Linked DNA regions of Mus musculus: all the other regions are linked to region 6. The links are chromatin contacts, called in public ChIA-PET, Hi-C, HiChIP or PLAC-seq and promoter capture Hi-C maps. All regions are on one chromosome and are shown on one strand. The core of a region is the stretch at or near the end of the contact, and the rest is flanking DNA. Distances in the headings are between cores, read along the strand shown.

What was found. Promoter capture Hi-C pulls out the DNA fragments that hold promoters and counts their contacts. A called contact is a pair of places that touch in the nucleus more often than the background predicts. ChIA-PET counts read pairs in DNA pulled down with a chosen protein or histone mark. HiChIP or PLAC-seq counts read pairs in DNA pulled down with a chosen protein or histone mark.
Region 1: a contact with region 6 is called in a FOXA1 HiChIP or PLAC-seq map of pancreatic cancer cells. The contact joins the enhancer-like site here to the promoter of Nemp2 in region 6. A contact is called at or near these places in 3 of 39 promoter capture datasets (cranial neural crest, maxillary cranial neural crest and second pharyngeal arch cranial neural crest), 7 of 115 datasets of contacts at active chromatin or transcription factors (DN3 thymocytes, bone marrow-derived macrophages, embryonic basal ganglia and 4 more) and 2 of 9 other capture datasets (embryonic stem cells and liver).
Region 2: a contact with region 6 is called in a Hi-C map of the HPC-7 cell line, with 4 times the contacts expected there. The contact joins the enhancer-like site here to the promoter of Nemp2 in region 6. A contact is called at or near these places in 4 of 39 promoter capture datasets (the C10 cell line, the HPC-7 cell line, HPC-7-derived erythroid cells and 2 more), 3 of 15 datasets of contacts at CTCF or cohesin (the NIH/3T3 cell line, large pre-B cells and pro-B cells), 9 of 484 Hi-C or Micro-C datasets (3T3-L1-derived adipocytes, the C10 cell line, the G1E-ER4 cell line and 6 more), 13 of 115 datasets of contacts at active chromatin or transcription factors (the SCID.adh cell line, T-cell acute lymphoblastic leukemia, bone marrow-derived macrophages and 9 more) and 2 of 9 other capture datasets (adipose tissue and embryonic stem cells).
Region 3: a contact with region 6 is called in an H3K27ac HiChIP or PLAC-seq map of extraembryonic endoderm stem cells. The contact joins the enhancer-like site here to the promoter of Nemp2 in region 6. A contact is called at or near these places in 8 of 39 promoter capture datasets (the 3T3-L1 cell line, the C10 cell line, cranial neural crest and 5 more), 5 of 484 Hi-C or Micro-C datasets (3T3-L1-derived adipocytes, the HPC-7 cell line, bone marrow-derived macrophages and 2 more), 8 of 115 datasets of contacts at active chromatin or transcription factors (DN3 thymocytes, bone marrow-derived macrophages, double positive thymocytes and 5 more) and 3 of 9 other capture datasets (adipose tissue, embryonic stem cells and liver).
Region 4: a promoter capture Hi-C map of liver shows a contact between it and region 6. The contact joins the promoter of Mstn here to the promoter of Nemp2 in region 6. A contact is called at or near these places in 2 of 39 promoter capture datasets (embryonic stem cells and liver) and 1 of 115 datasets of contacts at active chromatin or transcription factors (bone marrow-derived macrophages).
Region 5: a contact with region 6 is called in an RNA polymerase II ChIA-PET map of memory CD8 T cells, with 55 read pairs. The contact joins the enhancer-like site here to the promoter of Nemp2 in region 6. A contact is called at or near these places in 2 of 39 promoter capture datasets (the C10 cell line and the HPC-7 cell line), 2 of 15 datasets of contacts at CTCF or cohesin (large pre-B cells and pro-B cells), 7 of 484 Hi-C or Micro-C datasets (the G1E-ER4 cell line, the HL-1 cell line, Th2 cells and 4 more), 10 of 115 datasets of contacts at active chromatin or transcription factors (the 230-238 cell line, bone marrow-derived macrophages, cardiomyocytes and 7 more) and 1 of 9 other capture datasets (adipose tissue).

The regions. Positions count from the first base shown.
Region 1 is chr1:52,251,183-52,256,086 of GRCm38.p6, reverse strand. All of the region lies in intron 1 of Gm31867 (a long non-coding RNA gene), which reads left to right. Among named protein-coding and RNA genes, the nearest start is that of Gm31867, 4.5 kb to the left of the region's middle. Within about 2 kb of position 1,441, at least 55 of the 459 cell types and tissues checked have an H3K27ac peak or open chromatin away from gene starts, as enhancers often do. A contact at or near this core is called in pancreatic cancer cells, where this site is marked.
Region 2 is chr1:52,329,828-52,334,509 of GRCm38.p6, reverse strand. All of the region lies in intron 1 of Gm31955 (a long non-coding RNA gene), which reads right to left. Among named protein-coding and RNA genes, the nearest start is that of Gm31955, 27 kb to the right of the region's middle. Within about 2 kb of position 2,904, at least 68 of the 459 cell types and tissues checked have an H3K27ac peak or open chromatin away from gene starts, as enhancers often do. A contact at or near this core is called in the G1E-ER4 cell line, the HPC-7 cell line, bone marrow-derived macrophages and 1 more, where this site is marked.
Region 3 is chr1:52,277,125-52,281,713 of GRCm38.p6, reverse strand. No RefSeq gene overlaps it. Among named protein-coding and RNA genes, the nearest start is that of Gm31867, 21 kb to the right of the region's middle. Within about 2 kb of position 2,208, at least 17 of the 459 cell types and tissues checked have an H3K27ac peak or open chromatin away from gene starts, as enhancers often do. A contact at or near this core is called in extraembryonic endoderm stem cells and hippocampal neurons, where this site is marked.
Region 4 is chr1:53,060,134-53,064,957 of GRCm38.p6, reverse strand. Mstn (myostatin) reads right to left here and starts at 3,318. Exons shown (of 3, transcript NM_010834.3): 1 at 2,817-3,318; 2 at 702-1,075. The coding sequence starts at 3,192.
Region 5 is chr1:52,363,939-52,368,930 of GRCm38.p6, reverse strand. Gm31955 (a long non-coding RNA gene) reads right to left here. Exons shown (of 3, transcript XR_373401.2): 2 at 4,510-4,567; 3 at 1,264-1,644. Among named protein-coding and RNA genes, the nearest start is that of Gm31955, 61 kb to the right of the region's middle. Within about 2 kb of position 2,305, at least 30 of the 459 cell types and tissues checked have an H3K27ac peak or open chromatin away from gene starts, as enhancers often do. A contact at or near this core is called in Th2 cells, adipose tissue, bone marrow-derived macrophages and 1 more, where this site is marked.
Region 6 is chr1:52,628,318-52,632,795 of GRCm38.p6, reverse strand. It overlaps Nemp2 (nuclear envelope integral membrane protein 2), which reads right to left and starts at 2,091. Exons shown (of 9, transcript NM_001142647.1): 1 at 1,945-2,091. The coding sequence starts at 2,038.

The DNA.
Region 1 (4,904 bases), core at 192-2,691, 380 kb after region 6:
ATTGTTCTAGGAGGTAGGGTAAGACCCTCCAGAAGATAAGACTTTGGTCTCCACAGAAAGAGACGAGGTCTCAAATAGCCAAGATTGACTTTGAACTCTTGATCCTCATGTCCCCACTTCCCAAGAGCTGGTAAAATGGGTGTGGGCTCCACAGCTGGATTCATTCATGTTTAAGTGGACCACAACAGAAGCAATAACAAGGCAATGCATAAAAAGGTCAAGAAGAGGCAAGAACACTGACCAAAATTTAGAGGATGCTATGCTAGGATCTAGTAAGACAAAGACAGGGTTTATGTACTGAGTGCTTGGATTCCCAAGGCAGGAGAATCACACAAGACCAATAGAACCACCCAACTGGGTGTCAAACAATTGTGTCCCCAGGTCAACATGTCATCAGGCTACTCTGCACTGCTCAGAAGTACTCAGAAGTGGTGATGGGGGCAGCAAGAGTGCTTTCCTTGAATGCCCCAGTGCAAGTCTTGTGGAATGTATGTGCTTCCACATACAACCAGCCATAACTCAGAAAATAGCTTCCTCTTACTCCTGAGAGCCACAGAGGAATTTGTTAGAGTCCCTCTTGCCAAAGACACACTTGGCTAGCTAGCTACAGCTTCTCCAAAGATCACACTGCCACCACTATAAAGGTAAGCCTGTTAACAGTCCAGTGCCCAAGTCAAGAGGCCCACTCCATCTCACAGGCTTCTAGGTGGGGACAGCCTTCCTCTGCCGGCAGCTTGACTTAGACCTCACGGCCACCACCCAGTCTTACTAGAGTTTTCTCTCCTCTCTGTCATCTTGGCTCAGGAAACTTCTCCAAGCCGTAAGACACATCAGTTCTCTGTGTACTGTCCCCATTTAAACACCTCCAAGGAGAAAAACAACCTTTCTCTACCATTGGAATGTAAGAAAACACAATTATTCTTCTTGACAGAAGTCTGGACCCAACTTACTCAATCAATAGCTTCTATCGTCTAACCCGAATAATGTCTTGTTTAGGTTAATGGTACAGTTTCACGATTGTCCCTAATTAAAATGAATCATTTTGATGGATCCAACTCTCCACCCCCCAAAAAAAACCATAAAGCAGTAACATTCAAAATAAATAACTCCTTTTTTGTACTGACCCAAAATAGAGAAAACAGGTTTTAAATTCAAACTTGACTGAAACACCCTCTTTCATTTAGTTAAAGAAATCCAGGATTGCCGTTTTAAGTTTGGTGGCTGAAATAAGCTGGGGCAGAAACAGAGTTAGAATCTAGGGGTTTTTTGACCGCCAGTCTGAAGTCTTTTCTCTGAGAAACCAGGGAAGAGGAGCCTGAGATAGGTGTAGTCTAATCTCTTCCCTGCAGGAGAATGAAGAATGGATGTCTCTGTACTGCCTTGGTTAGCTTTCGGTCATTTTCTAGGTATGTGTCATTTCTGACTCTTGCACTTTCAACACAGCCTACTCTTATACACTGAGCCCAGTGGCTCTGTGGTTTTCTGGAATGCTCACCAAAGAGCCTCTTTCCAAGGGAGAGTTTCACAGGCTACATAAAACTCATACAGTCTCGTTTTAAAAGCTGCCTGTCTGTTTTGCTCAAAATGCTTAAATCACTACCAAGACTTGTTTTATTGTAGCTTAGATTATACCTGAATTCCCTTCATTTTATTTCCTTGCTAAATTCCTATGCTCTGAGTAATTTTTCCTCCTCCATGTTTGCATCATTGAATGAGTTATCATATGCTCCTTATAACCTAGAGTTATTTACACATGCTTCCTAATAAATCAGTTTTCTGCATGTTTTTACCAAGTGATCAAGCCTTTTCCCTTGGTGTAGCTGCCTAGATATAGTGCCAAAGGCCTGGGTTAGCATCTCTCCAATATCAAATGCCCTGTGAACATTCTGCTCATTTCCCTCTCTCTATCTCAAGGAGGGGCTCCTCTCCTCATTCTCACCAGGAAACAGAGCCCTACCTATACCTTTGTCAGTTCCAGTAATGCTCTTGGCTGCTGTGAACATACTGTGCGAAAAAGAATAGTAGTGTATGGTAGCACACTCGTCTTAAATGCCTGAAAGCACACCCTGCCACTCCCAAGGCACAGAAAATCTCTCCTCCTTCCCTGGTAAAGACAGAGGAAGACCATCTACCTACCTTCGCTGCCTGATGGCTGTTAGAATGCAGGACCTCCTAAGTGTAAATTAGGACCTGAACATGGCCGGCCCTCCATGGTCACTGAACTCCACATCTGTAGATGCAAGTAACTGGGAAGCAAAAGTATGCAAAACAGAAAATTTGCATTAGTATTCATCGTCCTTATATGTACCTCCTGAATATTAGCTCTTAAACAAGAGAGTAACGATATAGCACTTATATTTTATTGGATCTAAGTTAAAAAGCAAAGAGGACACGTGCACAGCCACAGCCTTGAATGTGTAAGAACCAGCCGAGGGGCTAGGGATGCAGCTCCTTTGCTAGCGTGCTTACCCAGCCTGGAAGGAGCTCTGGGTTTCACCCCTAGCACTGTGTAAATTGAGCCTGGTAATGTGCCCTGTAATCCTAGCACAGAGGTGGGGGAGGAGGAGGATCAGAACAAGAGCATCCTCTGCCCTATATCAAGTTGGAGTTAAGTCTAGAATATATGAGACTGTCTGAAGAAGGACCCCTGAGAGCCTGAGAACGAGAGTCCCCTCTCACCTCGTTTCCAGGACCTTAGAAGTCTACAAGCCTGGGGTAAAGCCAAAGCATTGGTCAGAGCTTCATAGGTGGATCTGAGGCAGATTGATTGCAGAACGTGTGTTTGAGAAGTATGGGTCAGGATGTTACATTATGGATTGCCCTTTTAAACAAGGCCCGGGGGATGAGGGCCTGAGTTCACATCCTCCACCATGCATGTAAACAGGCAGGAGGGGGTGCACAGTAGCATGTGCTTACAACCACAGCAGAAGGAGGAGGAGAAAGAAGAATCCAGAAGAGTCCAGTTTAGCCAATCAGTGAGCTCCAAGTTCAATGAGCAACTGTCTCAGATTTAAAGGTAGAAAGAGAGAGAGTGATAGAGGAAGACAACGGATACTAACAACCTCCCCACACACCCATACAACCTACACATACGCACCCATATACATGCACACTCTAAAGACAAAAGCAGAGGACTATATGTCATGTCTTTTCCTTCCCACATGAGTGTTTTGTGATTCTGCACTTGTTCAGCTTCTATGTAGAACATATTGGTCCATGGGATTCAGAAGAGTCTCTCCCTGTAGAAGCTGTGGGCCCTGAACCTTCAATGTCTTTCTGGAGTTACTTGTTCCTAACAATGGAAAACTCGAGTGCCCCTCCCTTCTCAGTTCAGTTTGTTTGGTTTCAGAAGATTAGGATTAAAATGAGCACTTTCTATAAATAGGAAACAGGAGGAATGTGCCCAGAGAAGCAAGGTGAGCCTCAGACTGAGGCGGGATTTGGAATCTCAGGGCAGGGCAGGGCAGGGCTTGTTTACCTGTGTAGCTGACAGGGTCTTGTGTGCTGCAATTGCTCAGGAAACAAGGCCACCTCTATGTAAAGTCCCACTTCTCAGGTAAAGGTTCTAAAGAGAAGTGATCAAGCCCAAACTCTTTAATGATAGAACTGGAGATAGTCAGAGATGGTGTCTTAAATCCACGGGATTATATCAAAGATTCCTGTAAAACTTTCCAGAAAGCAGTTATTGTTTGTTTGAGACAGTGTCTTGCTATGTAGTCCAGGCTAGTCTCATAGTCTTCCTGCCTCAGCCCTGGAATCCCGGGCTGGGATTATACAAGCATACAAATACATCCCACAGAAACAGAGAAAGGGAAATGTTGCTGTTGAAAGTTGGGGTCAGGAGGAGCAGGGGAAAGAGTACAGATGAACCATGGAGTATAAGTACAGGTACTTTGCACTATAAATGTTCTTATCAGGTTTATCTTATTTCCTAGGCAAGATAAACAATAGATGCTGGAAAAAAATAAAAAAAGATCATCTGATTACTGGATACCTCCTATAGGTACCCAGAGTTTTTAAATAAGCATTAGCCAAAAGCCTAACAAAGCAGAGGCTTTCTCATACTTCAGAGGGGAGCCCCTAGGAACCCAGCAGCAGACTCAGGACATTGAAGCTGTTACATTGCAACTATATGTAGTATGTTTTGGACCTGAAACATCTGCCAGGTCAAGCGCTAAAAGTGTATTGCCTGATGGCATTATTGAGGTGTAAATATAGGTCCCTAGGGAGTGTGCCCTGGTCTTCTGTCCCTCCTCCCCTCCTCTCCACCTTTGCTTTCTGGTCCTCATGAGCTACAGGTTTCCTCAGTCCCAAGGTACTGTCATATCATAGTCATAAAAGCAACCCTGTCAGCACAGATTGGAGCTTCTGAATCCAGGAGCCAATAGAAATGTAGCCTCTTTTAATTTTTTTTTATCTCAAGTATTATGTTACCATAACAGAAAATGAATGCAATATATCCCCCCCCCCCTCATTCTGCGGGTAAAACATGGGACTTTGCACATGTTAGGCAAGTAAGTTACACTGCTAGGCAACTGTCATCTTGCTGCTCAGCTGTTCAAACACATATGACACTCTCTCCTCACTCCAGGCTCTTTGATGTAAGCCGTTTCCTTCTCTTTTGCTTCTGGAAACTGGCTTAAGAAAAACATTCAAGCTTTGCCATCAGATTGGCTGGGGCAATGTTCCCCAATGGCCTCCTGTAGGGTAGAATTTGATTGGTCAGTGCATTTTTATTTTGTTTTGTGTTTTGCTTTTTGAGACAGAATTTCACGCTGTAGCCTAGACTGGCTACATACTCATAGCCCGGAACTCCTGTTCCAGACTCTGGAATTGCAGGCATGAGCAACCATGCCGAGCATGGTCATTAACTTATGAGTTTCAGCAACAAACCAATCCTGATG
Region 2 (4,682 bases), core at 1,655-4,154, 300 kb after region 6:
CTCTTCTATAAGAAATTTTAACCTTAATAGGTAGAAATTTGCATGATGAGCAGTTGTGACTTTCTGTAATGGTCTCTGTTTGCAGCAAAGAGAAGCTTCTTTGGTGCAGGGTACACTTATCTGTGGGTACAAATATTAAGTATTTAGACTGTCGTTAGGAACTGTGCTGGTTAGAAAACCAGCAGTAATAAGCTCTCCTATAAGGCCCATGACCTCACTAGCCCTGAGTGGTCAGCTAGGTCTCTAGCACCAGGCATGATTTCCTCCTGTTGAGTTGATCTTGGGTCCAATTTGACAGCTTTTGGTTACTGCCTGGATATGTGTGCCATTACTGTATCTTTAGAGATGTCTTGCCATGATGGTCATTGTTGTAGTTCATAGAAATCACAACCAGATAGGACTATAGATTGTTTTCCTTCCTTGACAACTTTGAGTACTTTCTGATACTTTATAAGCTAGGCCACAGGAAGGAGGCTTTCAGGTCAGATACAGCTCAAATATTCTAATCCTTGTGCCTTGTAACTACAACAATGGGGACTTACCTTCAACCTGTAAGAGGCTACAATGGACAACAGTAATATTGTTTGGAGAGTCTCTTGAACTACTCTAATCAATACAATGGAAGTTTCTCATACCAGGTGCTGGGTGTTTTGTTATGTAATCTATGGCTCTTGTGGAGTACATCGTCAGCCCAAATGGCATATATGTGTGTGTGTACAAGTGTATATGTGAAATTATAGATATATGTGTATATATGTATATATATATTTATATGTACATATAAATATATGAATCACTATGTGTATTGATTTGGATAGGAATGGTCATAGGCTCATATATTTAAATGCATGGTGGTGCTAGAGATTAGGAGGTGTGGCCTTGGTGGAGAAAGTATGTCACTGGGGGTGGACTTTGGGGTTTGGAAAGCTCAAGGCAGACCCAGTGTTCCTCTCTAGTTCCTGCTGACTACTGATCCAAATGTCAAACTCTCAGCTCCTTGCCTGCGTGCCTCCATGCTCCCCACCCTTAGGAGAATGGACTAAACCTATGAAAGTGTAAGCCAGCCCCAATCAAATGCTTTCCTTTGTAAGAGTTGTGGTCATAGTGTCTCTTCACAGCAATGGAGCAGTGACTAAGGCTAACACACACACACACACACACACACACACACACACACACACTTAGGTAAATATGGTATGATTCTGTGAGAATTTATCACACATCCTTAGAGTTATTTGCCTCTTCTTTCTCCCTCTCTTCCTGTCGTTAGCTCTCCCTGCCCGTTTTTTCCATTTGTCCTTCACCGCACCTGCTACTCCCCTCTGTAACCTCACCAGATTCAATGGTCGCTGTTTTAAGTTCCCTGGTCTCTCTGGTCGCTGCACGCCATGCATTCACATCTGAAGATCTGAAGCTGGGAAACGCCACTGAGAGGGAATGTTCAGTGTTTTTGTTTTTGTTTTTGTTTTCTGGATTTCAGACCAGTTTTTAGTTACATATCTAGAAAGGCCACAGTCTAGAAGGCTGTATCACATGTGATATGTTTTCTTTGCATATGTAGTTCATACACGTTCGTGCTAGGTCTTAGCATCTCATAAAACAAAGGCTCGTGAAAGATAGGTTACATTCCTTTCTGGCCAGTCGGTTTTAGATTCCATGCTTCTCAATGAAGCCCCACAGTTGCCTGTGTGTATCAAAGCCTTGGCACGAGGGTGAGCAGGTATAGTACCTGTCTTGGGCAGGGGAGAAGACACTGATTTCCCAGTGCCCCGCCCCACCAAGAGGCAATATCTGAGCCTCTTTAAGAGGCAAGAGAGGTTCTGGAGACTACACAATATTATGACATTTCCTCCATATTCTTATGCCTTAAAAGAAAAAGGGACCTTTTTAAGCCAACAGGGAGCCGAGTGGAAATGGGATAAAAATTATGGGAATAAGTGGGGGAATATCGTTTCTGACATTAGGCTTTGAGTAAAGCAGCTGAGGCCAGGTGAGTGCACTAGTTCCCACAGCAGGAGCATCTTCTTAGTGTGTCCTGGGCCATTTTTTGACAACCTTTCTGAGACACACTGAAAGGACTGGTCCTTCTTTCTATCCTTTCTGATACAGAGCCACTCTGTAAATATGAATTCCTGAGTGTTTGTGACTAGTCTGAAGATGATTTTTGAAAGAACAACAAGCAAATGATTAGTGAATCAGGCTGCTCCCGCCGCGCCCACCTCTTCTGCTTCTGATATAATTACAGTGAGTCTGGGTTACGCGTATGTGAACATCTTCTGCTGTTGATTGTCAGGCAATCAAAGAGCATTCCTCGCCCCCACTCAGACCCGTAATTTAGAAGCTTCTTTGCAGTGACACTCGATGCAGCTTAATTATAATGTTCTTCCCTCCAAAAGCTATTTAAAGGATCTGGAAGCCGTGCGTTTCAGTCCTATCGTTATGAACAACTGAGAAATCCGTGTGTGGCTGATACTCCCTTGAAATTTGATAACTTGCACATGACTTTTAACAGCACTGCTATGTACTGTATGGGATGAGTATTATTTTTAAATAAGCATTTCTTTCAATGAAAGCATGTTCCAGTGTAGCTTTACAGTTTCAAAGTTGTCCTCTCCCATACATACCTTCAGAAAGAAAGCCAGTCAGATTTCACAGCCATGTACGGTCTGTTTTCAGAACTTTTTTTTTTTTTAAATGGAATTCTCAAACCCAAATGGGTAGGTGTTTGAATTCAGTGCTGAAATAAAGAAATGCTTTTTCTGGATACATTCTCTTCTTTGCTGGCAGTGACTGGTACCAACTTGCTCTTAATTATCTCCATTCAATGCTAGTCATAACCGCCTGCCTACTCCACACTCAGACAGCCCTGCCCACAGGCTCCTCCCAGCCCCCTCAGGCTGAGTCATCTGCCTCTGTTCTCTCGTCCCCTCCAGTCTCCCCACTACTGTCCCCTCCCCGCTGTATTTCCCTGTTTTACTTCCTTGCCCTTTTCAGAGGGACACTCTCAAACTGCCAAAGCTTCTTTTTCTGTTCTCAGTATTGTGCGTGCTTGAAAATCTGGAAAAAAAAAACCAAAACACAATTCTCGGGAAATGTTCTTCCAGCTTGTGCTTCAAACTCACTGGCACCCATATTTATTAAACTTGTGTTTTAAGAAGAGTCAACTTTGCCCAGATAGAGTTGTCTCTTGTGAGACTATGCCAGGGCGTAGCAAACACAGAAGTGGATGCTCACAGTCAACTATTGGATGGATCACAGGGCCCCCAATGGAGGAGCTAGAGAAAGTACCCAAGGAGCTAAAGGGATCTGCAACCCTATAGGTGGAACAACATTATGAACTAACCAGTACCCCGGAGCTCGTGTCTCTAGCTGCATATGTATCAAAAGATGGCCTAATAAGCCATCACTGGAAAGAGAGGCCCATTGGACTTGCAAACTTTATATGCCCCAGTACAGGGGAACGCCAGGGCCAAAAAGGGGGAGTGGGTGGGTAGGGGAGTGGGGGGGAGTGTATGGGGGACTTTTGGGTTAGCATTGGAAATGTAAATGAGGAAAATACCTAATTAAAAAAAATGGACCACCAAAAAAAAAAAAAGAAGAAGAAGAAGAGTCAACTTTGAGAAACTGGAAATTCTTCATGTTCACTCAAACATGCAAATATGAAAAGGTGTTATTAGGGAGCTCCCATGCAGGTAATGAAGAGCAGGCCCAGGTCGTGCCTGGCAGCACCCAGATTACAGCAACCCGCCCCCTGCTTTCATAACTGGCTTTGAAATGTTGGAGCTAAATCCGGATTAGCCTCCAGACACTGCTTCCTTAGGCCTAAGGCTGACCGAAGGCTCCTGGACCATGTAGAAGGCTAGAAGCTCCGAACCCTGGAAACCCGTGCCTATCCTTGCTCAGCTCAACCTACAGCACAGGCATGAAGACTCTTGCCACATTCTCTGTGCTTCCTTGCTTTATCTAGCATCTTTAGAAAGCATCTGTGAAGGTCAATTTCTTCCTGTGTTCAGGGCAAATCAGTCCTCACTAGGTTCTGTGCAGTAGAGATTAGCTGTCACAACGGTACTCAGTGAGCAGCTCCAGTTATCCCTGCCTTGACACTGCACAGGCCAAGGAGTCGTTCCTCTACAATCCCATCAGAGGGGGTTTCTTGGAGAAGTGGAACCTCTCCTTTCCCTTTTATCATTTGGTTAAGCCTCATAACAATACCCACAGAAAGGCATCATTTTCTCCATCTGACAAATAGGGAAACTGAGGTTCAGAAAAGGCATCACAAACTTAAAGTCAAATCATGGAAACTGAGGCTTCCACTCACCTAGCACCAAACACTGACCAAGCCTTTAGCTGCCTCCAGTCAGTCTCACTATCCTACCCCCACCCCCCACCCCCACCCCAGTGCTGCTGTTATTTGAGTATTGATAACATTAGGGATGGTTTTCTTCCATAACAGAGACATAGGGTTTTCAGTTTCTTTTGTACTTTTTTCCCCTGCTGTTTGAACCTGCTGTTGTATTCGTTTGGTGGCAAGGCCACCTCTACCCCACAAAACAAGTCAACAGGTCCTAATTCCAACGGGTCTACTGGGGATTGTTGTGCCCTATCCCAACCACTCCAACCAAGCTCAGGATATGTATGCTGCTCAATTCTACTTTACTCAGAATGAGGGAATCTGCTTTTAA
Region 3 (4,589 bases), core at 959-3,458, 350 kb after region 6:
GGAACTGTCTTTAGTATCTTTCCTCTCCTTACTTCCTATGAACTCTTTCTCTGGCATTCTGTTCAAAGTGCTGTGAACCTTCAGGATCCAGTTTCTGTCTAGAGGGAACAGCTGCAGTGTCAACATATCAGATCTGTAAACCTATATACCATATCATATACCTGATCTCGGACAACTCCCTTTCAAAGGTGAAAAGTGAAATTGGTGAATAACTCTTATAGGACGTATGTGGCATGGGCAGGCTATCCTCAGAGAGTATTCCAAGAGTCTGAAAGATAAGATAAGCAGACAGAGACTAGACTAACTTTTAAATCAGGAAACTCAGGATAGAGGGTTCCAGTTACTGGGAGTGCCAGTACCTGGCAAACACAGAAGTGGATGCTCACAGTCATCTATTGGATGGAACACAGGGCCCCCAATGGAGGAGCTAGAGAAAGCACCCAAGGAGCTGAAGGGTCTGCAACTCTATAGGAGGAACAACAATATGAACTAACCAGTAACTCAGAGATTGGCTTCCCTCTGTCTCCTGAGATTAAAGATGTGTCTGTATTACCAGCTGGGATCACACAGACCTAGAAGACCTTTGGCTATTATCCCTTGCCAAAACAGCCACATTCCTGGATTAAAATTCTCTACAGGATCATATCTTTGTACTATTACCAATTGAAAGACTATTTCCGACAATAGCTGTTTAACAGACATTTCGTGAGTAAATGAATTAATGAATAAATCATTGGGATTACACATTTCTATTGAGTACTTATAGTCGTGGGACACCATGAAGGATGAAGATGGAGTAGCAATCAAAACCTGTGCTTCTATATATGAAAAAGTATGCCTAAGCATTATACCGTCCTTCTGCCTAAGGGGATGAATTTTATATGGATGACTAATTAGACATGTTTACTAACAGTAAAGGGGATGTTATTGCAATGAGTTCTGGGCTCTGACATAATTCGAGAATTAAATATTAATGAGGAAGGAGAGACATCAGGATGGATGAAGGGCATCATTTGAGAAGAACAGAAAAACATAATGGTATGCACGCACATTTGAGGACAAAGAGGGCTAGCTGTAATATGAATTCATGGATTGAATCTGAATTCATAAAACCTCTTGTATATATCAGTGGCATTCTGAGAGGAATTAGAGTCACTCTCACATGATGCTAAAAGTTCTCAGTCTGGGCAAGAAGAGGGGACAAGAGTGTAGTGCTGCTCATAGAAGGTTGTGAAAAGCAGTCAAACAAAGAATAGCCTGGAGGTTTGTTCTAAGGGGTATTCAGCAACCCACGGGACACCTCCTCCGCCTCCTGGCAGAAGCAGAATCCTGCTGCTCCTGTGCCAGCAGAGGCAATGTTTAGCTCTCTTAGCTGAGCTCATCCTCAGGAAAACTAGAAAAGCAGACAGGATTTGCCACCAACCTGTTATAGTTTCTCGTCTTTGTACAGACCCGGGCATCCTCTTCTCTTTTCTCTAATTTCCAGATTTCCTTAATCTCATTTGTTTACGAGGCTCTCTCCCTATCTACAGCTTCCCGTCAGGGCATCCTGACATGCTATTTCCTGGGCCTCAGTCCCTCCTAGTCCTCCCTAGTGACCATGGCACCATGTTTTGTCTCTAGAAAATTTGTTTGACCACTTTGAGCTGGATTGTTAGTGGCTGACAATTGTTTTGACTCCTAGTGTGGTATTTTCCCACATGGGAATTCTTCCAGCCGTTCCAATGGTTTAATCAAAAGGTGAAGTAAATGTTAAATATTAAGTAGAAGAAACTACTTGAAAAGCTTAGTCATATGAAGATTTCCATTTAAAGTGTATGTTAATCCTTTCAAAGATTGAGATTTTTTAACAAATGGATTCCAGGTATATATACATATATCAGTGAAATAAGCAAAGCACACAGTACTTAAAATTTTGTTTTTACTTTTATGATTTTAAAATACCACTGTTTGTATTTTGAGGAGTGCATTTGTCAAAGTAGCTAATCATGTTGATTTTTTTTAAAGACCAGGACAAATATATAATGAGAATTTGGAAGACTGCCCAGTAAGTTTTTTGAGACATGAGTGATGGTGGCTGCTGTATCTTCTATGCTCTTTCTTGACTCTTCCTGACCAGGGCACACCCTGCCCAACCCAGGGTGGATATAAGACAGGTCATTGTTTCGTATTCTAGTGACACAGGAGTCCATTGTGTTCACGGTATTTGGAGAGGGAACCAAGGAAGGCTGCCATGAATTATTAACAGCTGCTCTTCTGAACCTGTTTGAGAGTGTGATGCTGCTTGCTTCCCATGCTCCTGAGACCTCATTCTTCTAGGATATGAGAAAGAAAAAAGGGGCGGTGGGGACAAAAGTGAAAGTAAGCACAGAGAGATGGAAGAGAAATGGAGGCAAGGACCACCACAGTGCTTCTCACTGTCCGTGGGATGGCAACACTGGCAAAGAAAACTTGCCAAGATTTGGCCAGGGATTTGATTGGCAGTGCCTGCTCACTATATTTTCCTTACTTAAAAACAACTGCCTCCAGATTGCATATTTCATCCAATCCCTGATAGAACACACCTTAGGTTTTAAGCATTTGTGGTTTTTTTTCATTGTAAGATAGGGTGCCTTCAGTTCACTTCTTGATCTTGCCTATTATCATGACATTGTAACCACACATACAGAGAGGAGAGAGAGACAGAGACATACAGAAAGACAGACAGACAGAGAGACAGAGACAGACAGAGAGACAGACAGAGAGAACTGGTTATGATCTCTGTTGGGGATGAACCATGCTGACATGGTCAGTGTACTATGGCTCACATTCTGAATACAGCTTGCTGTATATGAAAATAGTTTTATTGTCTTTTAAATAGCTTTGTTGGAACACAGCAGTGCTCATTCACTGATACATCATTCATGGGTCTGGATGATTCCATATAATGACAAAATTAACATAGCCTATATGGTCCTCAAGGCATAAGGTTTTTACTGTTTACAAAAAATGCATTTCTTGCTCTTATATCGTGGGTCACTATATATAAACTGCAGCTGGTCTATGAACTACATCATATGATGTATGTTTACATCAACATTAGGACCCTGCAAGAGAATAGAAGCAAACTATGCCACTGTGTGCTCTGTCTGTTCCAGATGATGTTCTTTTCTGCAGGAAGACTCTCTTGAAGAAGGAGTAGTGTGTGGATTTGCACTCTGGGGTCAGCCCTTGGCCCCTTGTGGATCAGCACTTTTAGTAGCACTGACTTCAGTGTCTCTATAAAACTTTAACTTTCCTTAAGGAAAGTACTTGCTTTCTGACATTTCTGGGCAGTGTGACTCACCAAGGTTTGTGGGACTATGTCTTAGCTTTTGCTGTTTAATAAACTACTCCAAAACTTTGTGACCTAAAACAAACTACAGTTCAGCGATTCAGACTGGGCTCAGCTCGGTGGTTCTGGCCATGACTGGCTCTGCAGGTTTTCAGCTGGGCTTGTTCATTCATTCGTGGTCAGTTGGCAGTCTGTCTGGGGCTAGAGGGGTAAGAGGCCGTAACTAGTATAGCTTTCTGCTCCACGTGGCCTCCCTCAGTGATCAGACCAGGCTGGACAGGAGCTTCGGGGAAAAGCATCTGTGTGGTCCTTGAGAGGCTACCTTTGACACTTGCAAAATGTCACCTCCTTCACATTCTTAGACAATGCAAACTACAAAGGCAGACCACTTATCTTTGGGATAGGAAAACAGACTCCACTTCTTCATGGGATCACATTCTATGCAACCCAGGGAGGGAAGGAGTCAAATTATTGCCACTCTTTAGTCCTTCCTTCTTTTTAAACTTTGGCCAACAGTGGGGAGTTAATTCGAGAGGTAGATCCTAGCTTTACAGACTTTTGTGGGGGTTCCTGCGCATTCTGGTGTGCATCCTGGTACTGCTCAGTTAACTTGACCTAAGTTTGGAATTACATGGGAGCTTGATTAGACAGCAACACCCAAAGCCAAGCATTTAGTTTAGGGCTACAAGGTGCAAACTGAGCTGCTGGAGTCTAGTGGTCCTGTCCTGCCCCCACAAAATTCAGTCTTTATTATACAAGGAACTATAGCATCACAGATCACATGCTAAGCATGTCTATAGTTGCATGCTCAAGAGAAGGTTGACAAGGCTTACTTTAATGACCATAGTCTCTGTACAGGGAGTGGACAACATATTTCAAAGATGTGAACAGAGGATTCTAAATTATAAATAATATCTCTATGGTCCTGGCCATGTCCTCTCCCATTATCTGTAGGTATGTGTTTAGTACTTGTTTCTGCAAAATCATTATGGTTTATTTTAAAATCTTCATTTGGGAAGGAGAAAGGGACAGCTGAGGGATAACAGATGATGGGTAGAGATTGTGTAACTCACTCACTTTGTCATACCTGGATTTATTTTGAGCTCAGTGCATTCGCTCAGGGACATTGAGCTCACAAACTACTTCTTTATGACAGATCCTATGTTCATCTTACACTTGAAGTGATCTGAAATGTTGAGAATTTTCACTAAAAGATTTCAGGATGAAGACAATAGAAATTGTAGTTAATGTATATCAATTACTAATAAGAATGTAT
Region 4 (4,824 bases), core at 2,069-4,568, 430 kb before region 6:
ATTGGTAATGCCTAAGTTAATTCCTATGCAAGTATGCTAAAGGAGTCCAAAGATAAGCTAGGAGGCAAAGGTTAGCTTGGTTAGAAATTACAGTTTTATTGACAATATTTCACAAAGTAATCTATATACATATCATGGCTTCAACATTCTATAAGTACTGAACATATTTACTAGAAGTGTTGAGTATAATATATTTAATCAAGTATATCTATACATATAAGGGTATTTTAATTAGAATTTTAATATTTTTTTACTTTATGTGGAACCAACATTTTTCAATATAAAACATAGGAAAGAAACATAAAACGGGAAGGAAAGGTTTTAATTTGTTGGGTAGAAACCAGAATCTACAGTTACATAGAGACTTCATAGTTTATACATAATTATGTGACTTACAATGAAAAGGACATTACATCTAATTCCTAGTAAGGACCTCCTTGTGGAATTAGGAACATGATGTAATTGGTTTTTGGTCTTCATGCTAAGTAAGAACACCAAGGGGTTCATGTCCCTCATGGGACATGAGATTGACACACCAAAGGTAGGTGTGTACTGTTTTGGGTACACACCTACCTTTGGAGTAAGATACTTTGTCTGGCTTATGAGCATAGGAAATAGTATTTCTTTTTCACTATTATCATTCATGTCAGGAATAAAAATGTAACACGGTTGCTAGAATGTTATTTTCAGTTATCACTTACCAGCCCATCTTCTCCTGGTCCTGGGAAGGTTACAGCAAGATCATGGCCATTCTCATCCAAAGCTTTGATTTCAATGCCTAAGTTGGATTCAGGCTGTTTGAGCCAATTTTGCAACACTGTCTTCACATCAATACTCTGCCAAATACCAGTGCCTGGGCTCATGTCAAGTTTCAGAGATCGGATTCCAGTATACCTTGTACCGTCTTTCATGGGTTTGATGAGTCTCAGGATTTGCACAAACACTGTTGTAGGAGTCTTGACGGGTCTGAGATATATCCACAGTTGGGCTTTTACTACTTTGTTGTACTGTATTTTAGAGCTAAATTTAAAAAAGCAACATTTGGGCTTGCCATCCGCTTGCATTAGAAAGTCAGCTACAAAGGAATAAGAAGAAAATGACTGACATCAGGCCCCATCAAAACACAAATAAACTCACTCCTTAACATCAGCTGTTGGGGTAGTGTGTACGTATGTGGTCTTTTAAAATAAAATATTATGTGGAACTTCATTCATAGTTCAGAAGAAACATCAGAGAAAATAGTTGCTCTAGCTTTTCAGAATTTTTTTTTTTGACATCTGTATTTTCACCTGTTTATGTAGATTCTACTCCCCTTCCAGAGAACTCTGGGCTAAGGGATATTTTGTAAAAGAATGAACAGCACATGAAATTTTCAAGTGATGATGATTAGAGACTAAGAGACAGCGTGCCGGAACGTCCACTTAGAATTCTTTGGGAATCTGAGCAGTTACACTCACTGAGCAGCTGTACCAGTCAGTCTGGAGGAAGGAACCCTTCCCCCAGGCCTCAATTACCTGGAGACAAGACACAGGGAGCGATTTAACCAACCTCAGAAATGGCAAACAATATAATACATCTGTGACACTTGGGCTCTGGAAGAGCTATTCCAAGGAACAACAAAAACTTAATTAGCAAAAACCTCAGAGGTCATGCTCAAGCTATCTAAAAAATCAGAAAGCAGTGGCCTTGGGGCCAGCCTCTCACTGCAAGTTCAGCACTAACAATTGCTTTTCCAAACCCCATGTAAATAAGGGAGACTTTTTCCTGAACTGTTTGATCCAAGAGTCATAAATGAAAATTATCTGCTGTATCGTAACCTGACCGCTTAGGAAAGGGCTGGTTTGAAACTGTGTCATGTCTGGTTTTAAGTGTTTAAAGCATGGTATTAAAGCAAGATCTCAGACACATGGCACAGAAATCTTTCGTGTTCTGCCTGCTCTCTAAGGCTACCTGACTTGCTTTTCGGAGAACTCAAACAGGAACTGCCTGAAATGTATTATCTCCCAGAAGCAATGTGGCAGTTATAGGTAACGGTCCTCACCCTCCCTCTCATAAAGAATTAAATCTTTTAGAGGGTTACCGATCACTGTTCCTGCCTGGACGCTCACAGCCAGGACGCTCTCAGTGCGGTGCTATGAAGGGGCACAGGAGCATTTCACACCATGACCTCCCAGTTAATGCTCATTTCCTGAGTGTTTTCTGATACTCGGTCCTGAGTATTATTTTGCTATGCCTGCTTCATCGTGGCTCATGATAATGCATTTAATATTTAACTTCTTTAACTTTCCAGTGCAGTAGCTTTCACAATTAATATTCTAGCTTGTCAAGAGCATAGAAGCTCTGAGACTGACAGTTTTAAATAACAGAAAGCACTCTAACTGTGGAACAGTGTTCAAATAAACATCCAGCAGAGATCTCTCTTTAGTGTGAGTCAGGGGGAAACTAGTGCACATTTTAGACAAATGTAATTGTAAATTTCTCATGCTTTAACACTGCCTATAGAATCTCACAGTCCTTACATTATAGTGTGAGACTCTGAACACACAAGCATTCTACATTTTCCGCATAAAATTAAATACTATTAAAGCTGAGCCAGCATATTAACTTTGAGCTATTTGGCACTGCCAGGAAACAAGCAAGACAGATTTCATTGTCGGTATGTTTCTCAGGAAATCTTGGGGAAAAAAAAATCTCCTTTCTCTGCTACTTACATATAAGCCAACAGCTTGTTAAAAGCCTGAAAATAGATCTGTTTCTCATAAACACTAGGACAGCAGTCAGCAGAACTGTTGATATACTTTAACAGATATACTTACACTCTGTAGGCATGGTAATGATTGTTTCCGTGGTAGCGTGATAATCGTCATCTTCCAAAGAGCCATCACTGCTGTCATCCCTCTGGACGTCGTACTGATCGATCAGTTCCCGGAGTGGAGGCGCTCTTGGCAGAAGTTGTCTTATAGCATCTTTGCTGATGTTAGGAGCTGTTTCCAGGCGCAGCTTACTGAGGATTTGAATTTTTATGGCTTCTATTCTGGAGTACCTCGTGTTTTGTCTCCACGCACATGCATTACACAGCCCCTCTTTTTCCACATTTTCTTCTCTCTCACTGCCCTCATTTAGATCCACTGGGCCAGCAGCAATCAGCATGAACAGGTAAATATAAACATACATTTGCAGTTTTTGCATCATTTTAAAAATCAGCACAATCTTTTTTTTTCCCTTGTTCTTATTTCTTCTTTTTGCTTTTGAGTAATGCCAAGTGAAATATTAGTGCATGTACCGTCCGAGAGACAACCTGCCACGCCAGGGAGTCCTGTATACTGTATTCCAAGTGGCTTTTTATATTCCAACTTAGAGGAGACAAGTGTCGTCAGGATCTATGATTGGCTCCTGCTCCACAATGAATCTCGCTGTCAGAGGTTAAAACCCTGTCTGTCACAAGTCACCAAGCAGTATTTTGTTACAGTCGAGGGCAAGCTGATTCATTTGACTACTTCATAAATGAAATAAATCCCCAAATCATGAAAGATATATGTGACATTTGATAAATTGAAGTCTGTGTACTAATATAAACTGTACTTAAAGCTTATTAATCTCTGTAAAACTCTTGCTATCATTTAAGTTAGTAATTTTTAATTTAGATTTTGTGTTTAAAATAGAAAATGTTAATCCTTTAAGACTTGGAGTGCTGTTTTGTTACTAAAACAAATATTTGAGGGAAAAAATATGCGTTAAGTGCTGGGTAATTAGAGAAGTAAAAACTAGGAAGAGCTGACTTAATTTAAAGAAAGCTGAGTTTGTGACCCTGCTAAAAAGTTGCATCAGTAATTTGAGGAGCTTGTTTTCATGGCTTATTTGTCAGGACATATTACAAACCAGTCCTGGGACGTTTCTGTGTACATGGGTTTACTTTTGATAGCTTAATGGCTTTGACTAACATAAAACCTGTGCTTGATTTCAGCTTATAAGTATTGCTATTTTCTATTACAGAGATACAGACTAAAGACTGAGTGTTGCTTTTTTTTTTTTTTTTTTTTTTGATTGCCAACAGAATCCTGTCAGCGAGGAGGCCAGGCTCTGTACTTAGGCCGAGTAGATAATGGATTTTTGTAAGTAGCGCTGGAGCATTATTTCAGTTTGACTCAGACTTCCAGGGCTGACAGTAAAGTGCAATCTGTGTTCTCTGTGAATGATGTCAGGTCCCGTGAGCACACAAAGAGCAAGTCGCATGTAGAGGGGTGTCCTTTGTTGCGTTCCCATACTGTCACAGGCTAGCACCCCTTTGCCAGCGTCTCATTTTGACCAGAGGGCAGACACCTGGCAGGGATCTGGGCTAGAGTCTAGGGCAGAGAATGGTGCTTTTTGTTCTCTGAATTTAAGTGGCCTCTGCAAGGATCAAACTTTCACCCTTGGCTTTAGGAGCCACAAGATCGAATGGGGTGAACTCTTAAAGAGCTGAACAAACACAGCAGCAGGGACAGAGGACGCTTCCAGGCCACAGAGTTCCTCCTCCTGTTTGGGAAGCTGAGGAGTCTTTAGAATTTTAATTCATTACTCCCCTTACACACACCCCAAGAGACTATGGTGGCTTGTATCAAATATTTATTTTTAGGTCACCACCATTCCTGTACAGTATACACCCAATTTACTGCCTCAGTGAACTAAAATGCAGCTCAGTAGCTTGAAAAGTTAATGCATTTTCATCAAATTTTTAAGAGGCATCTATATCTCTTGAGGAAAAAAAAAGTGGGCTTCCATAATGTACTAGATTTGCCCACCATTAAAGATGAAGGAAAACCAGACACAAAGCAGACACCCTGA
Region 5 (4,992 bases), core at 1,056-3,555, 260 kb after region 6:
GAAGGGAGAGATCCTTGAGATTCAAATCATAGGGTTATAACTTCCAGGCTCCTGCTGTGTGCATGCATCTACTCTCATGTTTGCTCTTATGTGAGCATGTGCCACTGTATGCATGTGTGCATCTCCATTTCCATTATCCTGGCCTCGGGAATCAAACTCAGTTTGTTGGGCTAAGGCAACAGTTTCCTTTACCAGATGAGTCATCTCACTAGCTCTTGAATTGTTTATTATCGAAACACTTGAATTAGTTGTGTAATGCATAAATACTTTCAATCTTCTCTTAAAACAAGTAAAGATCTAGCTACACCATTTTGATAGATAATACTATTAAATAAATACCACTACTATCTAAATGGATGCTCATTTAGATAGGCCAAATGCTTTGTTTTTCAGCTTCCATCATTCTTTATTGTCTCCTTCACACAAGCCTAAGTGACTTCTATCACTCATTATAGCAGGACTTTCTACAGGTCCTTCAGCAGTATAAATAATGACACAGAGGCTTCTAGTAGAGTTTAAAGCTTAGGCCTTTTGCTGGGACAGTCTCCAGCTACCATTTAACTTAACCCGACTATGTTGCCTCTGACTGGCCATGTGGCTAGCTCTGTACCTTTCTCTGTTCTGCCGCATCTGTCCCTCCACGTCCTCTCTCAGACCTTCTGCTACTGTTTTCCTTCCCTGTTTCACTCTCTCTGTCCAGAAGTTCTGTCCTCTTCCTTCCTGTCCAGCAGTTGGCCATCAGATGTTTATTATAACCAATCAGTGGTGAGACAACCTCTGGTACAATCCTAGATAACCTTAGGCAGGTGAGGATGCATGAGCAGTTATAAGACAGACAATCTAGTAATAGACTATAAAAATAAACAATACCAGAATCCCGCCAGCATTTTGCTCTCTGGCAGTACATAATTAACAATTGAAAATACAGAGACATGGGCTGGAGAGATGGCTCAGCAGTTAAGAGCACTGACTGCTTTTGTAGAGGTCCTGAATTCAATTCCCAGCAACCACATGTTATGGGGATCCAATGCCCTCTTCTGGTGTGTCTGAAGACAGGTATAGCATACTCATATACATAAATAAATCTTTAAGAAAAAAAAAAAAGAAAATACAGAGACATACCTTCATACAATGTGCATGCATGTGCTCTCATGTTTGCTCTTATGTGAGCCTGTGAAAATGTTACCTCAACAATTTATCTATGTACAAATAGACTTGTTTTTCTTAGAGTTAAGAAGAAAGTGATATTAAAAATTGGGGGGGGGAATTAAATATATGTGAATCGGTATATATCAAGAAAAAATGATATGGAAGTAAGGAGAACAGACATTATTTCCTAATGTTTAAGATGCAATATTAAACAAAACATGACTGGAGCCATAAAGTTCAATTTAACATATGGACTTTGTGGTGGTAACTGTTACTCAAATCTACAGAAAAATCAATCTTCCAGTCCACCTACCTTATGCTTTGTGGGCTGCTCATTTCCTTAGGAAGAACACTATAATCTCACTTTTCTTCAGAGTCTTTCCTTTCTATATTAACTTCATCTCAACATACACAGGAACCTGCTCAGCTCCCAAATCTTGCTTTTGAGGAATGGAAAGACAGAGATTCACTCACATATTTCATTGCTGTTCATACCTAGTCACAGACAGAAAAGCTCTGGTATAGAAATGACCAAACACAATCGTAGTGAATAACCCTCATTTTCTTCAGTCTCAATATAGAACAAAGAAAAGCTAATTTATTCTACAAGTATCCTTCAATCAATGGTTTTTTTTTTTAATCTAATAACTTAAATATAATGGTAAGAGTAAAATTTCATATTAGTGTTTTGAATTCTGGGGTGCCTTTAGCTAGAAAATGCACAGAATAATTATTTAAAAATACAACACCAGGTACAATTATCAAGTTACCAAAGCAATCTAAAACACTATCTTAAATAGCAGTTAGGATATAGCTGCACCATTGCTGTCAAGCTCTCAGAGAAAGGAAGATGGGCTGATGTTTACACATCCCCCCTTCTCCAGCACCTTTTCTGTCTTCATTTGAGCCCATCATAAATGCAAATATGGACTCATTGGGCCCAGTGTTCACTGAAAGCCAAGCAGGAGTTTTGGGGTGAGAACCAGATTAGGGATGACTCATTGGAAGCCAGATGAAAAGCTCCCCTAAAACGGCTCAGAGGCAAATATTTATAAACATGCTTTAAAAGCATTGTGACGCTCTGGGCGGAGGGCTAAGCACCCCTCTCATTCCTGATGATGCCGTTTTGGTAAAACTGCTTTGCTCTGCCTGGGGCTGACCTTGCTCTGAGCCTGTCAGAAGTAGTGCTGCTATATTTGGTAGTATGAGCCTGACTCACTGCTCTTGCTGTTTCGAAATATCGCTGTTTTGATAACCTCAGCCTATCTCTATTTTGACTGCACAAAACATTTATACACTTCTTGTGAAAATCTTGTTTCCTATAGATCTTTCTTTCAGTTTCAATCTGCACAGGGAACCTAAGAGTGATTAAAAGTAGAAATGTGTTTCGTGCTGAGCAAATGTGTACCTCAAGCATTAAGCGTACACTTGAATTCAGCACCACTATGTTGTCCACTGTTTAGAACAGCTTTCTTTACTCCCCAGCGAATAGCAAACAGCTATGTCCATTTGGATAGGTATTTCTGATACACAACAGCTCCAATTTAGATTGGTCAGACTTCTGTTTAATGTCATAGACTGACTGGACTGATTGCAGCTCCTATTAAAGGAAGTAGGTGTGCTGGCCTTGGAAGACTCACATGCTTCCACCTAATTTTATCTTGAAGAGTCACCAGGGGCTCGGGGTAATGGACAAGGGAGCCACCCCTTCCACTGTCCCTTTTCTGGGACTCTTTCTAGAGAACTTGAATTTGTTCGTATCTCTTTTTAAAAGGCATTGAGCTACACAGACTTCTATGAGTAAGAAATAGACTCTTTCATAGATTTCTTTCCTACTCAAGAGCCCAACTGAGTCTAAGGCCATGTTGAAAAAAGGCAACAAAGCTTTGGAGCTCTTGCTTTGAATCTGCCAGGGCCCATTCTGCAGTATATGCATCCTGGACTGTATATCCTGTAAGAACCCTGGCTACATACAACATCTCCCTCCTTTGGTGAAAAGTCTGAGAGCATGGCTTATTTGGATAATGTAACCTCTCTAACTTCTGGAGTTTCCTTTATTAAGTATAAAAAATATTAACAACAAAAAAGGGGAGAACTTAGGACTACCGCTGAGGGAAAGAGGTGGGTTAACAGAAACTTTGACTTCTTCTCAGTCTGCCTCCAGTAAAAGATGGGCTTTTATTTATTTTTTTTCAAAGTGTTCCTCAAAGCTTGCTTATTTATTTATTTATTTATTTATCTAACTATCTATTTATTTTTATTAATCATTCTATTCATTTACATCTCAAATCAGACTGCACTCAGGGACCTTAGTGAGGGATCTGGCAGAAAGACCAGAGAGGAGACTGCAACCCCATAGGAAGAACAACATCAGATGGCCGGACCACCCGGTGCTCCCAGGGACTAGACCAACCACCAAGGAGTGTACAGGGAGGGGTCCATGGCTCCAGATACATAGGTAGCAGAGGATGGCCTTGTCTGACGTCAATGGGAGGAAAGGCCCTTGGTCCTGTGGAGGTTTGATGTCCCAGTGTAGGGGGATGCTGGAGTGGTGGGATGGGAGAGGGTGGGATGGGGTAAGTACCCTCTGAGAGGCAAAGGAGAGGGGGGAAAGGGAGGTTGTGGGATGGAGAGTTTGTGGAGGGGTAACTGGGAAGTGACCAATACAGATGTGTATGCTTGGAGCCAACCATCAAAGATGGGCTTTTAAATAACTGATGTGTGTTACTTTCATAGCTTTTAAAACCTTACCTGAAGCCAGAAATTGTAAACAGCCTAGCTGTCCATCATCTGATGAATGGATAATGAAAATGTGGTAGCCTTACACTGTAGAATATTATTCATATGTTAAGAAAAAGTGAAATCTGCTACTAAATGGATGAAACTAGAAACAGTCACCCTGGGCAAAGTGACCCAGACCCAGAAATGTTGCACATTTTCCTCTTACATGTAGATGTTAGCTTTTAGCCTTAAGTATGTATGTTTTTTTCAGAATATTGACAAAGGTTAGGTAGCTAGCAAGGCGAAGACAACTTCAAGTAGCCCTTGAAATGCTTTCTTGAGGGCCTTAAAAGCCCTCAAATGCTTTATTACTACATTATGAACCCTCTCACCCCCAACATTTCATCTACTGCTCATAAACCTCCAGATAACTGCTTGGCCGAGATTGTCAGCTACCTTATTTGCTGGCAGAGTTGGCCTAATTTCAGTGGCCTCCCTTCAGAATCTGCTGGCTAACATGCTGCCCCTAATTAGCTTACTGATTAGTAAGTCACATGAGCCACTCATCAAACATCTGAATTAAGTAAAATAAAATGGGCATAAAGTGAACACTCATAGGTCAATCTTGTCAGTGTTTACCCAGAGATATTGCTCTTGTCCTTCCACGGGGATCTTGTGTTTCAGACACTTGATGGCACTGGGTGAAAGAAACACAGGAAAAGGAATGTTACCTCATCATCATTTAATAGTCACATCATTTCTTCTTCCCCTTGAAAAAGATTAGGTGCTGGACCAGGTAGGTGTGTGACCTTGAACTGGACCAGGCAGGTGTATGTGGCCTTGAACTGGACCAGGCAGGTGTGTGTGGCCTTGAACTGGACCAGGCAGGTGTGTGTGACCTTGAACTGGAGTCTCTCTTATCTCCGGTACATAGGATTAGCTCTGGACTTACTGAGAATTTCCAGATAGTTTAACTTAGAAGTGATGGCCAGGGGGTTATTTATAGTAAATATACCCTTGGTTTTTTTGCCATCTCCATCTGCTTCAATGTGTATCAGTTTTTACTGAATTCATATGAAAACAAGCATACATGCCTATTCTGTCTACTAGGGACGACAGACA
Region 6 (4,478 bases), core at 842-3,341:
CTTGCCGTTTCTCTTCTATGACAAGCGTCTGCCTTTTCTACAAATAGGGTATCAGAGGGCTGGCCTTGGAATGGATGTTCTTCGTGCCATGGCAGCGTGTAAGTACCCAAAGCAGATTCTCAGAGTTGGAAAGGGTCTTAGACGTCATCAGAGGCAACCCACCCCCACCCCCCCAGTCTTCCATTACACTCAATTTCACTTGCTGAGGCTTCAAGTTTTTGTGTTCAACCAAGGTCTGAAAATATTAAATGAAAAAAATCTTTCAAAGTAGAAATATGTAAGTTCAAATAATTTTTCCACAATATTTTATTGTAATGAATTGTAATAACTATCTCTTGCTCTGATTTATAATTATAAATCTCTTGCTGTGATATGTAATGTACACACACACACACACACACACACACACTGGGTGGGGGGGGGCATGTAAGGTTCGGTACTGCAGTGCTTTTTTAAAAAATACATTCCCTGTGGGTGAGAGAGATTATTGTCTAGCTGTCTCATCACAGGCCCCTCATAAGACCATAGCTTTTACAGTAGCAGCAGTTCTTAGACCTAGCCAACCAAGGGTTCCCAAGGTGTCACTCAACACTGCAGGACAGTGATCCCCTCCTATGTGAACGTAAGGAATATCTGGAATGGCAAGACAGAAGTTGCCATTTTCTTTTCAGCTGTGAACTGGAATTTTATCATCTCCTGGGTATCTTACACTTCTCAGAAAGAAAGTCCTGGTGAACATTTACATGCGTCTTTAACACAACTGAGGACTATTAAGCTAGGCGCAACAGTACAGCTCTGAAAACCCTTCACCTGGGAGGTAGAGGCAGGAATGTTGTACAGCCAAGGCCAGCCTGGTCTATGTAAAAATCTCCAGATCTGCTAGGGCTATATGGTGACCCATACAGCAGCAAAACTTGAAAAACTGAGTTCCTTGAAGCAAATAAAAGGAGCAGAAATAATACCTGTGTGCCCTGGAGAATACGACACCTACAGGTTAAATCAACAACTGCACTAGAGCCCAAGATTCTGAATCTATATAACTACTTCTACCCCTCTGCTGCCACGCCCAGGAGCCCTCCTCCTCAAACTGTTTTATATTTTCACAAGTACCTATTATATTTACTACCAATTCTTTGTTCTCTAGCATGTAAAATGGGCATATATGAATAATCAGTATAAGACAATGCAGTTAGAGCAAATCAGCCCTGCATAGCACAAAATAGTTAATTAACACATTCCTGTTCAATGAAAAGCTGACCACAGACCGTCCCCTAAGGTGTAACTCACTGCAAGATACCAGTATGGGCACAAGGTGTGACAGAAGCTAATAACTGCTTACTGAACATCCATTCTCTCTTTCAGTCTTAGACACCCTACTAACTTTGTCGGTGTCGGAATATTATCCAATTGAAAGTCTGTATCTTGACAGCCTCCCTTGAGTCTGTAAGTGACCATGTAATGAAGAATACAAACAAGCAATCTTTTGAAGGATGTAGTGAATGGTAGAAATAAATGTTAAACTCGTGGAGACTGCGTTTTGCTGCTACAGCTTTCTGAGCCAGAATCTTAAGCACCCCAAACAGTCTGAGTAGCTCACTGAGACTTCCTGTGCACCTGGTTCAATGCTGGAGCATCAGCAGTATTTTGCATATGACCAGCTACCCAGGTCACAGCAGCCAATCAGAAACAGAATTTCGGTTCCTTTCTGAAGCTTCTATCCTTCTCTAGCCTTGAGTTTCCTGAGATTTCTGAAGACAGATAAAATAAGGTTTCAGACATAAACTGCAGACAAAGGGCCAGCTGTGCGGTTGTCCAGCGGTGTGATCCTGAACAAACCAAAACACTGAAGTATCCGATGCCCGCAGACAGGGGCGGGGCCTGGCCGCGGCCGCGCGTGACCCTGCGGCGCCGAAAGGAGGCCCCCCCGCCCGGAGCCGGGGTTACCTGACATCGCTGCCTCCTCGTCGTGCACCGCGCTCGCTGGCAGTGTAGCCAGGGGCTGCAGCCAGAGCACCAGCCACCACAACCTAGGCAGCATCGCGGCCAGAGCGGCGGAAGTGGCGCAGCGGACCAAGAGCGGGAAAGCGGAGGGAGGGGATTGCAGGGGCGGAGCCGGCTGCGGCCCCGCCCTTCCGCGGTCCGCCGAGCGGCTCTCCCAGTGGCCTCCAGGGGGCGATCACCTGCCTTCCCGATTCTTGCTCCTGGGCCAGCTTGCAGAGTTGGCGGGCAGTTTAAAACACGCCGGAGCCCCGCGCAGGGTTCTCAGAGCACTGGTGCGGGCCACTCAGAAAGGCAGGCTCTTCACATGCACCCTCTCAGAAATAAGACCAGCAAGCCCCACTTAGACAAAAGCCTGACTTGTTTGTTTGTTTGTCCCTCCTTTCACCTCTTCCTTTTTTTTTTTTTAAGCAACAAGTTGAGAAATTTGGTGCTTAAATAATTTGTGTCTAAGCTCATGAACACAGTATCTTTCAAAAAAAAAAAAAAAACCCAAAAGGGTTATATAAGTTCACTATTAATAAAGTGTTACTTTAATAGAGATCTGGAGGCTGGAGAGATGGTCCAGTGCTTAGGAACACTTATCGCTCTTCCAGAGAACCCATGTTTCCCAGCGTGCACATGGCAGCAGCCCCAAACATATGTAACTACAGTTTCATGGAATCAACTGCCCTCTTCTGAATTCTGCAGACATATGGTACACAGACATACACACAAGCTAAACACCCATACACTTAAATTAAAAAATAAGCCTTCTTTTAAAAATGAGATTGTATTTTTAAAAATTCAAAGATATAGTGAGTGTTCTAAACATAACCAACCTGGCAGAGATGATAGCTCTCTAAAGTCAGCCTATTGAGACAGAAGACTCCAAGAAACTGGAATGCTGCACAGTAAACCACTCTGGGGAGCAGAGAAAGCCACCACCAACCACAAGAGAATAGTCTGTCCTAGAAAGAGACTCACAGTTTCTGAGCCCTATGGTTTATTGATGATCAGGATAATTCTGTGTTAAGAGCAAGCCTTCTTTGGTCTCTGGAAACCTTTCAGTGTGACTTACTATTTCATACTTGAAGTAGGGCAGAAGAGTGTGGTGGTAGTGGACTGTAATCCCACCATTTGAGAAACAGAGTTAATGATGGGTAAGGTGAGCCTAAGTGGCATAGGGGATCCAAGGCTAGTCTGGCTACATGAGACCTAATTTAACCTTCCTCTGATCCCCATCCCTGCCCCACCACACACACAAAGCTAGAGTAAGAAGTTGTGTTCTTTTCTCTAATTCCAGTCTTCCACTAACAGCACTAAGCTCGATATAATAGAAATCTTTTTTTTTTAATAACTCAGCTTCAATTTTTTTTAATGGTCTAAATAGGAAAGAATGTCTCTGAGTTATCTAAAGGAGGCTTTCACCAAATGCCCCGTATATGTGTATACCTAGTATGTGGCTGTAAAAGCTCAGAGTTTTTTTTTTTAAGGAAATTATTAGGGGCTGATTTTTAAAAATAAACCTTCATTATTGGAATCTGTCCTTTATCATTTTTTTTCCCTGGATCCCCTTGGTATGCCTCTTGCAAAGCAACTTTTTGCTCCAATTCTGTTCAAACTGGTTTGGTTAATTTGGGATAATGCTAAGGAAAGCAACTGAAAGAAACATATCACCAAATGACTAATGTACTTTCTTAAAGCTGTCTTCAATAGATAGAGAACAAGCAGAGACATATGTTTGCAGCGCTGATCAAAAAACAAAACAAAACAAAACAAAATTAAACCATCTAATTACTAAATTGGTAGATGAATTGAATAGGTTGTTTTCAAAGGTAAAAATACAAATGGTCAATAAATATTTAATATCCTTAGGTATGGTGGCTATTTTTGGTCATCAACTTGACTACATCTGGAATTAATTTAAACTCAAATGGCTGTGTACACCTTTGAGGAATTTTTCTTTTCATCATTTGAAGTGGGAAGACATACTTTTACTCCAGATCTTTCTTTGTCCTATATAAAGGACATGGAAGAAGGAAGCTTGCTCTTTTTTGTCGCGTCCGCTCTCGACCAGCAAGAACGACACGACCACCAGTCCTTCTAACGGCAGTTTATTCAGCAAACTTCCGTCTTCATCTCTCTCGCTTCAACTTTTTCTTCATCTATCTCCCACGAACCCCGGGCCTCTCACTCTTATATACTCTCAGTCCTCATCCACTCACAGCAGGCCATGTCACCTCACCAAGGCACGCAGCTTCAGCCAATCAGGGCGGCAGGGGCATGTCTCCACCAAATATGGACTTGTTTAAACCACCAGCATCATGGCGCACCTGTGCAGCTCTCACGACGGTTGTGGCTTATTTTCAGGTGTATGAGGAAGTCAGGTGCAAGTCATAAGACTTAGCTGCAGTCCCTGGCGCCTTCTTGGGACTGCTGCCACACCCGCTCCTCACACTTTTTCTGTGATTCCTCTTGCTAAGTCCATTCCTTTACTG